Regions from separate parts of the Mus musculus genome. Here regions 1, 2 and 4 are each linked to region 3. The links are chromatin contacts, called in public promoter capture Hi-C maps. All regions are on one chromosome and are shown on one strand. The core of a region is the stretch at or near the end of the contact, and the rest is flanking DNA. Distances in the headings are between cores, read along the strand shown.

Region 1 (2,700 bases), core at 93-2,592, 1.8 Mb after region 3:
TAACTACTATGTTACAAACTTAGATATGTTCTAATTTAGATGCAGCTCTTAATTTACCTAATGCTCTTTTAGCATTCTTTCTATTAAATAGTGCCACTTTCTCCACACATGCTATCTGAAAAATACTTTATTAAAGTATTTTACATTCTGTGCAGACTTTGAAAATTGCTTTAAAACTTGTCTCTTGAATTTGTATGTTTATAAGGCTAAGAAATCCAACTGAAATAAACTATGCTAACCCCCTTTAAATATCAAAAAGCTGCTAGGATAAAAGAACCCAAGCACACTCCTTAAACTTTAACCTCTAAGTGTGTTCGGAGCTCTTGAGAGTGCTTGTTCTTACCCAGAAAAGGTCTGGTTTAGTAAAACCGGGGCGGAGCCTAGAAAACTGTCCATTTAACCAGCATCCCCCTGGTAATTCTGATGCAGGTGTTCCCGCATATCTCAATTAGAGAAACAGAAAATCAAAACCCTCGACCAGGAGCCACAACAGACTTGTATTTGAAGGATAAATGTAGGCATCTCTTTTGAAAGTCGTTTTACCTGTCGCAACAGAATCAGGACAGAACGAGTCAAGTATTTGGGAATGGGAGTGTAAAGTGCATATGGTTAAAGCCCGAAAACAATGAAAGCGGGGAAGTGACTTTCTTCCCTAAGCCGGGTGTTGCATTCTCCAGGCATCCCTCATCCTCCTTTAAAGATGCTGTTGCCCTCCCACAGCCAGGACCAGGCAGGCGCTCAGAGTGGGACAGGAAGGTGTCGCGGCTCTCTGCTTTGTCCGCAGTCACTCGCATCCCTGCGAGAGGTGCCCCGACCCTAGTTCCCAACCTCTCACCTGCCGCGAGGCCGCAGTTCCACGTCGTCATCGGGCTCCGTCGCGCGTGACTCCGGTTCGCCAGCGGCAGCCGGCAATGCCTCGGCGTCCTCCACGGTCACTTCGGCCGTTGCCACCGCAGGCACCCGCGCGGCCGAAGTCGGGGCGGCCGCTGCCCCTAAGCCAAACACTGTCTCCGACGCGGGAGCAAGCAAACTGCGGGCGGGCGCGACCGCCGAGATCCCCGCCGCGCAGCCCAGCAGCAGGAACAGAAGCAGCAGCAGCGCGCGCGGCCCGGGCCGGGTGGCGCGCTCCATCAGCGGCCCGCCCCACGCGCGGGCATGGAGACCCTGCCGTCGGCGCCCGCCCGTCTCGCCGCTCGGAGCCTCGGAGCACTGCGAGCGCGCGCCACGGACCCCGCCGCCTCTCGACTTCGCGCCGCAGCAGCAGAGCTGCCCGGCCACGTCTCAGCCACTGCCACCTGAGTGACAGCCTTGTGCAGACATCGCCCATTGAGCGAGGGTTCCGTGCGTCTGCTCTGCGATTGGTTGCGCGCCTTGCCACTCCGAGCCAGGCAGACGCGTTCCTTGTTGTCAACATTATACCTACCAATCAAATTGTAGTTTTCCCTGTGGCAGTCCGGCCCTTTTCCGGGAACGACGGCCAATGAGAAATGCCCCTCCCCAGAGTCTTCTTAGGCGATTGGTGAATCATTTCAGTTCCCTAATGCCACTTCTGGAACGGATTGGTCCATTCCCTGATTGGCCTCGCCCCTCAAAGTGAGGCGCTGGGAAAAGCTTGGAGATTATTGGTGAAAGTGGATGCTCCTCAAAGGCCTGAGCTAACTGCTTCTTGATTGGTTGGAAGCGGCACTTAGTACGTGGCCGATTCTGAGTGTGAAGAGGACCGTCCCCTGTGAAAGGAAGAAGAGTGGAAAGGAGTCCCGGGTGGCCGGGAGGTGGCTGATCTTAAAGGGATAGATGCTTTTGCTATTCCCAAGCCGAATTTATTTGGAAAGAAGGGATGAGAGTTGGGGGAAAGTGACTGCACAGGTCATGTGTCCTTAGAAGTTCAGGAGTTGCCCAATTTGTGGCTAGGAAGGTATTAAGAATTACAATTACAGCTTTGATAGAGATGACAGTGATCTGTAGAACAGATAACCCAGAGCGCCCGGAACGCCTCTTAACCTGTTTATAAAGGAGGATCCCAGGCCTGGCGCACTTGAAGTAATCTGCACAAGGTCACACAGTCACAAAAATTTATTAAGTCTCCCGGTTGGTTTGGCATGCTTTACACTGCCCTCAGGAGAAATAGAACGACAACGACCAAAGTGGGGAAGGTTCAAATGTTTGACCAAAGCGTTTAAAATTCTCTTAAAGTAGTTGCGAATACCCTGAAGATTTCAGAGCTGGTGTGTGGAAGAGTAAGAAGTTGCATCCTTCAGCAGTGTACTCAGAACACCAACCAAACACTGGGAAGATTTTTAATGATGTTGGCAGTTTGTGTACGCTGGTCTCCATCTGCATGAAGCACACTTAATTTCCACTCAGCCCCAATCCCTATAAACCCATTTCTCCCTTTAGTTCTCACCACATTCCTTCTCTCTTCTGTACAACAAATCTCTAAAGCGCCTTGTCTTCCTGTCCTCTCTCATCTCACACACACTGCACAGGCATTAGTATTCCTCAGCTCCACCCAGATTGCTCTGATTCACTCACATGGTTTTAATAAATTCGAAGAGGAGTCCCGTTTTTCCTCCTAAGTGTCCTCCACTGTGGAACTCAGCCTTTCCTCTATGAGACATTTTGTCCCTTGTTTTCCTGCTTCCCTACAGGGCAGGATATGACCTTCAACTTACCCTGTGTTGCTTAGGATGAAAGCCAAGG
Region 2 (2,700 bases), core at 74-2,573, 1.8 Mb after region 3:
TCAATAGCGGCACACCTGATTATGGTGGGTCCTGAAGTTACATTTGTAATGGTGGCTGAAGAATTTTCTTCTTCTTTTTTTTTTTTTTTTTGGTAAAGGAGACTATCGAGTGGTTTCTGAGTGCCTTGGGCAGGATTACAGTCTGATAAAGATAAAACTCAGGTTATAAAAGTTGCAAAAAAGCATTGTGACCGGTCTTTATTGTTCCTAAGGGTTCCTGGAACATTCTAGCTCTTGGGGGTTGCTGGCACATGCCTTTTGCAGGCACACACCGTTAACCTCTGCTCTGGGGAAGGAAAGTCAGGCTGATCTCGGTGAGTTCAAGGGCATCTTGGTCTACAGAGTTCCTGGACAGCCATGGTTGCAAAGAGAGATCCTGTCTCAAAACACACAAACAAAACAACAAAAAGGACTTCCAGACCTATTTGGTGATGTAATCCCATATCAGGAAAAATGCTCCAAGTTCCAGGCCAGCCTGGACTGAACTCTACAGTGAGTTCAGGCCACTGGGACTGCTGAATGAGACCAAGAACTTGCAGCAAACTAAAGGCAGAAAAGGGGAAGCCCGATAAGGTACACTGGCCTGTGCGCTCGTGACCGGGCTCCATTTAGACACCCTGCATCCAATACCAAGAGCAGAACAATGTCCAAGGCGGGAGTTACTGATTGAACTTGTAACCTTGGGTTTGTGAAGGTCTAGCACAGACATCAGAAGACCTGGGAGTCCCAAGTGTGTCATCAATGAGTGACTCTAGAGCACTGTAAGAAGATGGCTCTGCCGGTAAAGTACTGACTGACACTACCAAGACGGTCAGATAACGGACTTCTGCAAGTTGTTCTTTGGCCTCCACAAGCACAACCTAAATAATACAATGTAATTAAAAGATTTTTTTTAAAAAAAGGCCGTTGTGTTGGTAGAACCACTTGCCTGAGGATTCGCTTACAACACAGCAACGTTCTCATTTGCTGGGCAAACAAGGTCAGGTTTTTAATAGTGTCTCTCTCTTTTTCTAGAATACGCGTACAGCCGGAAAGGTTCTTGGAGTTCACCTAAAGGTGTAAACACTTGACCCCAAGGTAGGGAGTTATTAGCTTCCTAGACAGCAGTTACCCGGACCTTCCGGACAGAAAGTCTGGAGTCAAGGCGGGCGATTTGCACACTAGGGTCGATCGTATTGTGGGACTTGTAGTCCCGAATGCAGAAGGGCCTAGGAACCACTGTCGCCGTAGGACTACATTTCCCAGCAACACGCATTTAGTAATACGCGCGGGGCAGGTTGCGCAAGCGAGCGGGTTTCCGGAGGAGTTGGGGGTGGGGCGGCCGGAGAGGCTGGAGCGAGGCGGCGGGATGCAGCGCCCCGGGCCCTTCAGCACCCTCTACGGGCGGGTCCTGGCCCCACTGCCCGGGCGGGCCGGGGGCGCGGCCTCGGGCGGGGGCGGGAACAACTGGGGCCTCTCGGGTTCCCACGTGCAGTTGCCGGGGCGTGCACATTCGGAGACCCGCGGCGACAAGGGAGGCTCGAGCGCGGGCGGCCCGGCCCCCTCCACGATGTCCAAGGCCGAGGAGGCTAAGAAGCTGGCGAGCCACACGGCGGTGGAGAACCACGTGAAGGTGGGCAGCTGGTGACGGCGTGATGGCTTCGTGCTGCGCGCCCAGGGCACTGCCAGGGTGCGCCTGACTCCTGAAAGGGCGAGGGTTGCGAGAGAGGGGAGAGGATGAGCCTTGTACCCGAATTCGCGCTGTTCTTCCCAACCCTTGAAAGGCCTTCTAGACCCCGAATGGGTGGGTGTCAACTCTTCCCCCAACTGGAGCCTTTTCTACAAAGATTCCCTGTCCGGCTGGAACTGGGTGCACAGTAGAGCCTGGCTGTGCTCTGTTTTAGAGTCTTGTCAGGCTGTTAATGCGTGCCTCCTAATCAGCCCATTGAAAATGGTGAGCCCCGAGGCTGCTGTTCTTCACTTCTCACTTACCGCGAAGCCAGCGGAGGGCTGTTTTGCAAAGTGTTTTGAAATTTTACTCCAAACAGGCTTTTCAGCTCCTCCCGCTGAGGAGCTAGAGTGCTGTCTTTACAAAGAAGCCATCAGGTTACTGTTGACAGGGCCGGGTGGCCAGACATCTGGAGGTGCTGCTTTTTAGGAGGGGTCCAGATGTTTTGAAGTTAGTAAGGCTGTGTCCACATTTGTTAAGTGGCTGGTGTGGTGCTCTGAGTGGACTCTTAGTGTAGGTGGGTTTGCTATCCCGTATGTAGCAGGTTAATTATCTTAATTGTATTACTTCTGTTGCCCTGTGGTGAAGTTTCCTGGTCTTGTTTTCTATTTCTTAGATCGCGTTATCAGAATCCGTATCTTCGTTAAAGGGAATTCTTTTCACTTGTTAAAGCTATGCTGCCCAAAGTTACTTTGCAAAGACACTGTTCTTAGAGCTTTATCTTCCTGCCTAGGGTGAGGGTGGCCTGAGTGGGCGGGGCCGGGTCTGATAACCTCAGGCTTGCCTGTTCTATAGAAGAACACCATTTTTGTTTCAGGCAGGGCTCTTATGCCCTTCTGTTCTAGGGTAGCTTTTTGCTCATCTAGTTAGCATAGGATTTTATACTTGAATTAAGAGGTGTGAGGTATGAATATGAATTTAAAATGTGTAATTTGGCTCTGTGTTTGGAACACAGTGCCACAGGGGTAAAACTGGGACAGTAAAGAGAGATT
Region 3 (2,700 bases), core at 93-2,592:
CAAGTTCCAGGACATCTAGAACTATAGAGAGAAACACTGTCTCAAACAACTAAAAACTAAAAAAAATAAAATAAAAAAAAAATCTCCATCCAAGCCATGGTGGCTCACATCTGTAATCCCACCATTTGTAATCTCTTGCTGATGGTGGTTGGAGAATCACTGTGAATTTGAGACACACTTGTCCTGTATAGCAAGTTATAAGCTAGCCTGGGCTACAAGTATGAGACCTGCCTCTCCCCCAATCCACAAACAATAACAATAATAAAATAACTGGGTGTGGTGCCTCTTAGGAAGTAGAGGCACAAGGATCAGGAGTTCAAAGTCAGTCCCCAAAAAATAGTGCAGTTAAGGCTAGCCTAGGCTTGGCTAAAATTTACAAGTCAGAGGCTCCTGGAGGTCAAAGAGGTGATCCTTGTTTGTTTTTTGAAAGTTTTGCATTTGGGGGTTTTGGTTGTTTTGGGGTTTGATGTGTGCATTTAGACAGGGTCTCATTGTGTAGTCCAAACTGGAATTAAATTGTTGCACCACTATGCCCAGCTCCAACACTTCCGTAAAACGTTGAAAGGCAGACATGCTGGTGCATGCTTGTAATCTATCTCATCATGCTGGGGACAGAAGAAGAGGGCTGCTCCGGGTTTGAGCCTGGGCTGCGAAGAGAGTTCAAAGCCAACTCCAGTACAAAAGTGAGACCAGTCTCAAAAACACAAACCTTGGGAGCACTCTACACGTGCTTTAGAGATGGTTCACTGGAGAGTGGAGTTCTTATCCCTAGCCAGTACTGAAATTCCGAAGTTATTATCAAGCTTCAGTTCTATGAACTGGACTACATTTTGCCTGCAACCCGCTTGTTAGGAAAACTTTCAGTGCTGCTTCCCTGTGCCCCCGAGCATGCACAGAAGTATAGGGAAAAGTTGGCTCCAGACCCAAGTAGGGGAAAGGTCTCTTATTCTGTGTAAGCCGTGAGCTGAAAAGATTCCAACTGGCGGGGCTGGAATTTGGCGTGCCAAGGGTAATGCCTGCACCCTTTCAGAAGCAAAGAACACTAAATTATGGAACCTCTGTGTGCAAGAGAAGTTTTCCCAGCACTTTACTAATGGGGAGACATGAGCAGAAGGCCCGAGAGCAGGCCTGAAACCCATCAGTTGACCTTGTTTGAGAACTTTCTTCCTAGCCTCCTTGTCGGTCACCAGGGGTTCAGGCGGTCGCTTGACATCCTCGGCGAAGGGGTTCGGGGAACTTGCAGCGTAAAGGCCCACGTAGACCCTGTGGAGGATCACCAGCAGCAGCACGGCCAGCAGCAGAGCAGTGATCCACATGTTGCTGCCAGGGCTCGGAAGACCGCGTCCTTTCCCCGCTGAGCTCGGCTTTTATAGCTGAGGCCCCGCCCCTCTAGTTCGTCCTTGGAGTAATACCAGACTTGGAGGAGCCGAAGCATTTTGACTCACGCCTGCTCAAAACTGATGAAGATTGTCCATTATGGACCTCCGTATGATCTTTGCAGAGCAGGAGTTCAATTGCCTAATGGGAAATGTAGTTCTAGCGCGAGACAGGCGACACTGCACGGCTGCGCGAAAAGGGGGATGTGGGATCCCCCCCTTACCGGAACGCTGGGGACGCGTCCGGTGAGCAAGGGGTCTGGTGAGGGAGGTGAGGGTGAGGAGGACGATGTCTGGTGGAAATGGTCACCGCGGGACCACAACAAGGATGAAAGTTGCAGGTCTGAGAGAGATCCTGTCTGGGAGGCAGAGAAGACCTGGGTTCTGGTGCCTTTTCCGTGTTGGATTCGCTGGAACCTCGGAGGCAGTTCATTGCTTTCCTCCCCTCTCCTCTTCCAAGCAGTGACAAAGTTTCTGTGCCCACACAGCCTCTGTCTGGGTATCTGAGTTGAGACCTTGTTGAGACCTGCACAGGAGCTCTCCTAAACCTGTGTCAGCCCAGGACTGGCAGCCTCACACCGACGTTATCCCTAGGTGGATTCCCCTAATCGTAACTACTCTATCAGGCTCTCAAAGTGCAAGCCACCTAGGACAAGCCTCAAGAAAGACTAAGTCAAGGATCATCCTGTGTGTTTATTTGCATTTAAGGACGCACCAGCTTCTAAATCAGCTTTTCAGAGAGTTTAAGCTCCAGCAGACAGTCTAGATATCCTACCATCTTAATGTTGCCCTTTGAGGAAAGTAGGTCTGAAATACGTACTTGACTTAAGAGGGATTTGTTTGTATAGGAGGCCCATTTCCTCAGGTACCCACTATCAGGAGGAATGACTTCGTAACTTTGAGTGTTTTGTCCTTGTTTTAGGCCCCAGCGGTGCTCCAGTCCGGTATGTAAAGCAGGTCATGCTTCTATGCTACTTGGTTCGTTTTCCCCACAGTAACAGGAGAGCCTTCCCGAGACTTTGTCAGTCCTACCTGTGACCCTGCCAGGTTATCTGATGTGTGTGTATCTTATGCTGTCATTTAGGCCGAGATGGAAGGAAAGGAAAAGAGAGGTAGATGCTGAGGTTCTGGGGAGGGGGGGGGGGAGCTAGTTCCTGGGGTGTTTCAGGGAGGACGTTACCACCATCCTCTCTAGATCACAGGCAGCCAGGCGTCGAGCCCAAAAGCTGTTTGTTACTGGCAGTCAGTCCTTGGGGAATGTAAATCATAGTCCCCTAGTGGAGGACTGGCTCCGTGGAGGGCCTCCCCACTGACTTAGTCCTCT
Region 4 (2,700 bases), core at 108-2,607, 1.1 Mb after region 3:
ATGCAGATGCTGCTATTTACAGACTATGTTTTGTAATTTTTCCTTTCTCTATAATCAATTTCAACTGACGTTCCTGAATTCTGGGACAAATGATTCAATTTAATGATTTTTTTTTAAAGCTACACTTTCAAACTGTCATTTCCAAAGAGCCTTTGGAACACACCAATACACCTAACAGTTGTCTTTTCCAAACCGAGATTTACATATTTATTTAGAAAACGTAGACAAAGATGACCTGGGCAGCTCTCTGGAGCAGTCTGTTTAACCATTCTGGGGACCGCCTAATTCTGGGGAGTGGGTAAGAGCCAGGACAGTGGAGGCGACCTCCAGGAGCCCAGCACTTGCCTGACTTCTCCACCAGCTCCCGAACATCTTTCTTCTCCGGCAGCCCGGAGTAGCCCAGCCCTCGACACTCCAGAATGGTCTTCAGCTTCTTGAAGCTCAATGCCACCGGATCCACCAGCTGAGTAGCAAAGATGCCAGTCTCGTACCACACAATGGCCTCAAAAAACCTGGCCAGGACGAACAGGACCAGGAAATACAGGAGCAAGAAAAACAGCTTCAGCCACATCTTCGCCCTCTTGGCGTCGCCAGGAGCCGGGACGCCGTGGACAAGGGAAGGGGATCGAGTGCGGGGCGACAGAGCGCAGCCTGGGCGAGGGCAGCGAGGGCGCGCGGCGGTCACCGGCGGGCCATCCCCGCGGGGAGGCAGGTGGATCGCGGCGTGCGTGCGACTGAGAGCCCCGGCTCTGGCCTTGCGGTCAGGAGCTGAGAAAGGGAGAAGGGGGGACGTTCAAACGCACCCCACCCATCGAGCTGCGGACGGCTGGAAGAGGGCAAGAGCCCACCTGGGGTGACCGGGAGGCAGCTCCGAGGGACTGCGGGCCAGCGGAGGGCGGTTGGGGCCGGACTGAGTGGTCCAGAGGGCGCGGTACTCGGCTGGGCCAGGCCCGGGGCCCGGCGCGCCCAGCGCGGGTTGGAGTGACCGCCGCAGCGCCGCGCCGAACGCCCAGGCTTCAGGCCCCGGCGGCCGCCCAGGCCTGGCGGCAGCTCCAGGTTCCCGCGGGCGGCGCCTATCAGGCCCCGCGGCCCGCGAGGGGGCGTCGCGGCGGCTCCCGCTGAGGAGGAGCGCGAGACGACAGTCGTGAAGGGAGGAAAAAAAGAGGAAAAAGCAAATAACGCTAGGCCCCAACGCGGCTCTCCCGGGCGGCTTCCTGTCAGCTGCGTAGCCGCGCGGTGCCCAGCCCCGTGCGGACGCGCCGCGCCAACCGCGGCCACCGTCCCTGCCGCCTCTGCAGGCCGCGGCCGTCGCCCCCAGAGCACTGGACCCGCTGTAGCCGCGGCCCCAGTCAAGACATAACAACTGACGTCGGCATCGGGGCGGGGTCTCGGCAGGGGCGGGGTTAGAAGCCGCGGGGTGCAAGGGGAGAGAGGGGCTGCGGGAGGCTGGGCTGGGTAAACCTTCCGAGTTACTGTGCTCTCGCGGTCCCAGCCCTCTGATGCGCTGATGTTTAGTCACTGATTTCAGTCCCAGGATTGGACATTGGACCCTGCGACACTGTGCACCTTTGTGCTGAGCGTGAAAAATAAAGGCTGCTAAAAGATGTTCGTTTTTGTTTGTGGTTTTTGTTTTGTTTTGAGACACTGCCTTATTAAATAGTCCTGGCCCGCCTGGAACCGCTCTGAACACCAAGCGGGCCTCAGAATTCAGAGATTGCCTGCCAGGCATGGAAGTGCTGGGATTAAAACCGTGCACCGCCGGGCGTGGTGGCGCACGCCTTTAATCCCAGCACTCGGGAGGCAGAGGCAGGCGGATTTCTGAGTTCGAGGCCAGCTTGGTCTACAGAGTGAGTTCCAGGACAGCCAGGGCTACACAGAGAAACCCTGTCTCGAAAACCCAAAAAAAAAAAAAAAAAAAAAAAAAAAACCGTGCACCACCACACCCACCCAAATCATCAAGATCTGTAAAAATCAGAATCTGTGTTTTAAGTCCAGTCCCTGTCAACCGCGGATGCTTTTGGGTTTTTCTTTTGTTTAGTTTTTTGTTCGGGGTGGGGTGGGGGGGAGGGGTGGCACAGCTGGCTTGAGGTGCTTGAGGTGAAACTCTGAAAACAGATGTTTTTCTACCTTTGCTTTAGAATGCGATTTTCACATGTGTGTTGGAGGAGGTATGGCCAAAAAGAATTTTAGTATGTGATCCAGTTGTGGCTAGTCTCCTAGAGGGTTAAAAAGTAGACAATGAAGGTCTGAGTTGTCAGGACAAAAGTTGTTAGGTGTGGTTAGGTCCAGGTGCAAAGGTCTGTGTGTTTTAGCCAGCCAGAAGAACTCATATAAAATGAGTTTGACAGGCAAGCGTATGGTACCTGGTTCCGTGTTTATTTAACTCTAGCAGGGTCATGTTCTCTCTCTCTCTCTCTCTCTCTCTCTCTCTCTCTCTCTCTCTCTGTCTTTCTCCCTCTCTCTGTCTTTCTCCCCCACTCTGTCTCTCTCTCTCTGTTTCTGTGTGTGTGTGTGTGTGTGTGTGTGTGTGTGTACGCGCGTGTGTGTGCATGTGTGCGTGTGTGTGAGTCTTCTTGATCAGGAAAACAAGTAGGAATTCCAGGTGAAATGTTAGCCAGCAAGGAAAAGCATGAACAACCCTAAACCAGGGGTGAAATTTTTAGGGAGAGAGTGTGACCCTCAATCAGGGAGCAAATGAGC

What was found. Promoter capture Hi-C pulls out the DNA fragments that hold promoters and counts their contacts. Capture Hi-C pulls out chosen DNA fragments and counts their contacts.
Region 1: a promoter capture Hi-C map of neutrophils shows a contact between it and region 3, with 5 times the contacts expected there. The contact joins the promoter of Eif2ak3 here to the promoter of Retsat in region 3. A contact is called at or near these places in 2 of 39 promoter capture datasets (neutrophils and pre-B cells) and 1 of 115 datasets of contacts at active chromatin or transcription factors (pancreatic cancer cells).
Region 2: a promoter capture Hi-C map of liver shows a contact between it and region 3, with 2.4 times the contacts expected there. The contact joins the promoter of Rpia here to the promoter of Retsat in region 3. A contact is called at or near these places in 3 of 39 promoter capture datasets (erythroid cells, neutrophils and pre-B cells), 1 of 484 Hi-C or Micro-C datasets (B cells) and 2 of 9 other capture datasets (adipose tissue and liver).
Region 4: a contact with region 3 is called in a promoter capture Hi-C map of hippocampal neurons, with 4 times the contacts expected there. The contact joins the promoter of Rnf103 here to the promoter of Retsat in region 3. A contact is called at or near these places in 6 of 39 promoter capture datasets (hematopoietic stem and progenitor cells, hippocampal neurons, liver and 2 more), 1 of 484 Hi-C or Micro-C datasets (CD4 T cells) and 1 of 115 datasets of contacts at active chromatin or transcription factors (thymic regulatory T cells).

Annotation. Positions count from the first base shown.
Region 1 is chr6:70,843,157-70,845,856 of GRCm38.p6, reverse strand. It overlaps Eif2ak3 (eukaryotic translation initiation factor 2 alpha kinase 3), which reads right to left and starts at 1,342. Exons shown (of 17, transcript NM_010121.3): 1 at 836-1,342. The coding sequence starts at 1,131.
Region 2 is chr6:70,790,798-70,793,497 of GRCm38.p6, reverse strand. It overlaps Rpia (ribose 5-phosphate isomerase A), which reads left to right and starts at 1,323. Exons shown (of 9, transcript NM_009075.2): 1 at 1,323-1,612. The coding sequence starts at 1,349.
Region 3 is chr6:72,597,244-72,599,943 of GRCm38.p6, reverse strand. Retsat (retinol saturase (all trans retinol 13,14 reductase)) reads right to left here and starts at 1,342. Exons shown (of 11, transcript NM_026159.5): 1 at 1,148-1,342. The coding sequence starts at 1,316. Elmod3 (ELMO/CED-12 domain containing 3) reads left to right here and starts at 1,531. Exons shown (of 12, transcript NM_001253692.1): 1 at 1,531-1,622.
Region 4 is chr6:71,492,534-71,495,233 of GRCm38.p6, reverse strand. It overlaps Rnf103 (ring finger protein 103), which reads right to left and starts at 1,357. Exons shown (of 4, transcript NM_009543.3): 1 at 346-1,357. The coding sequence starts at 571.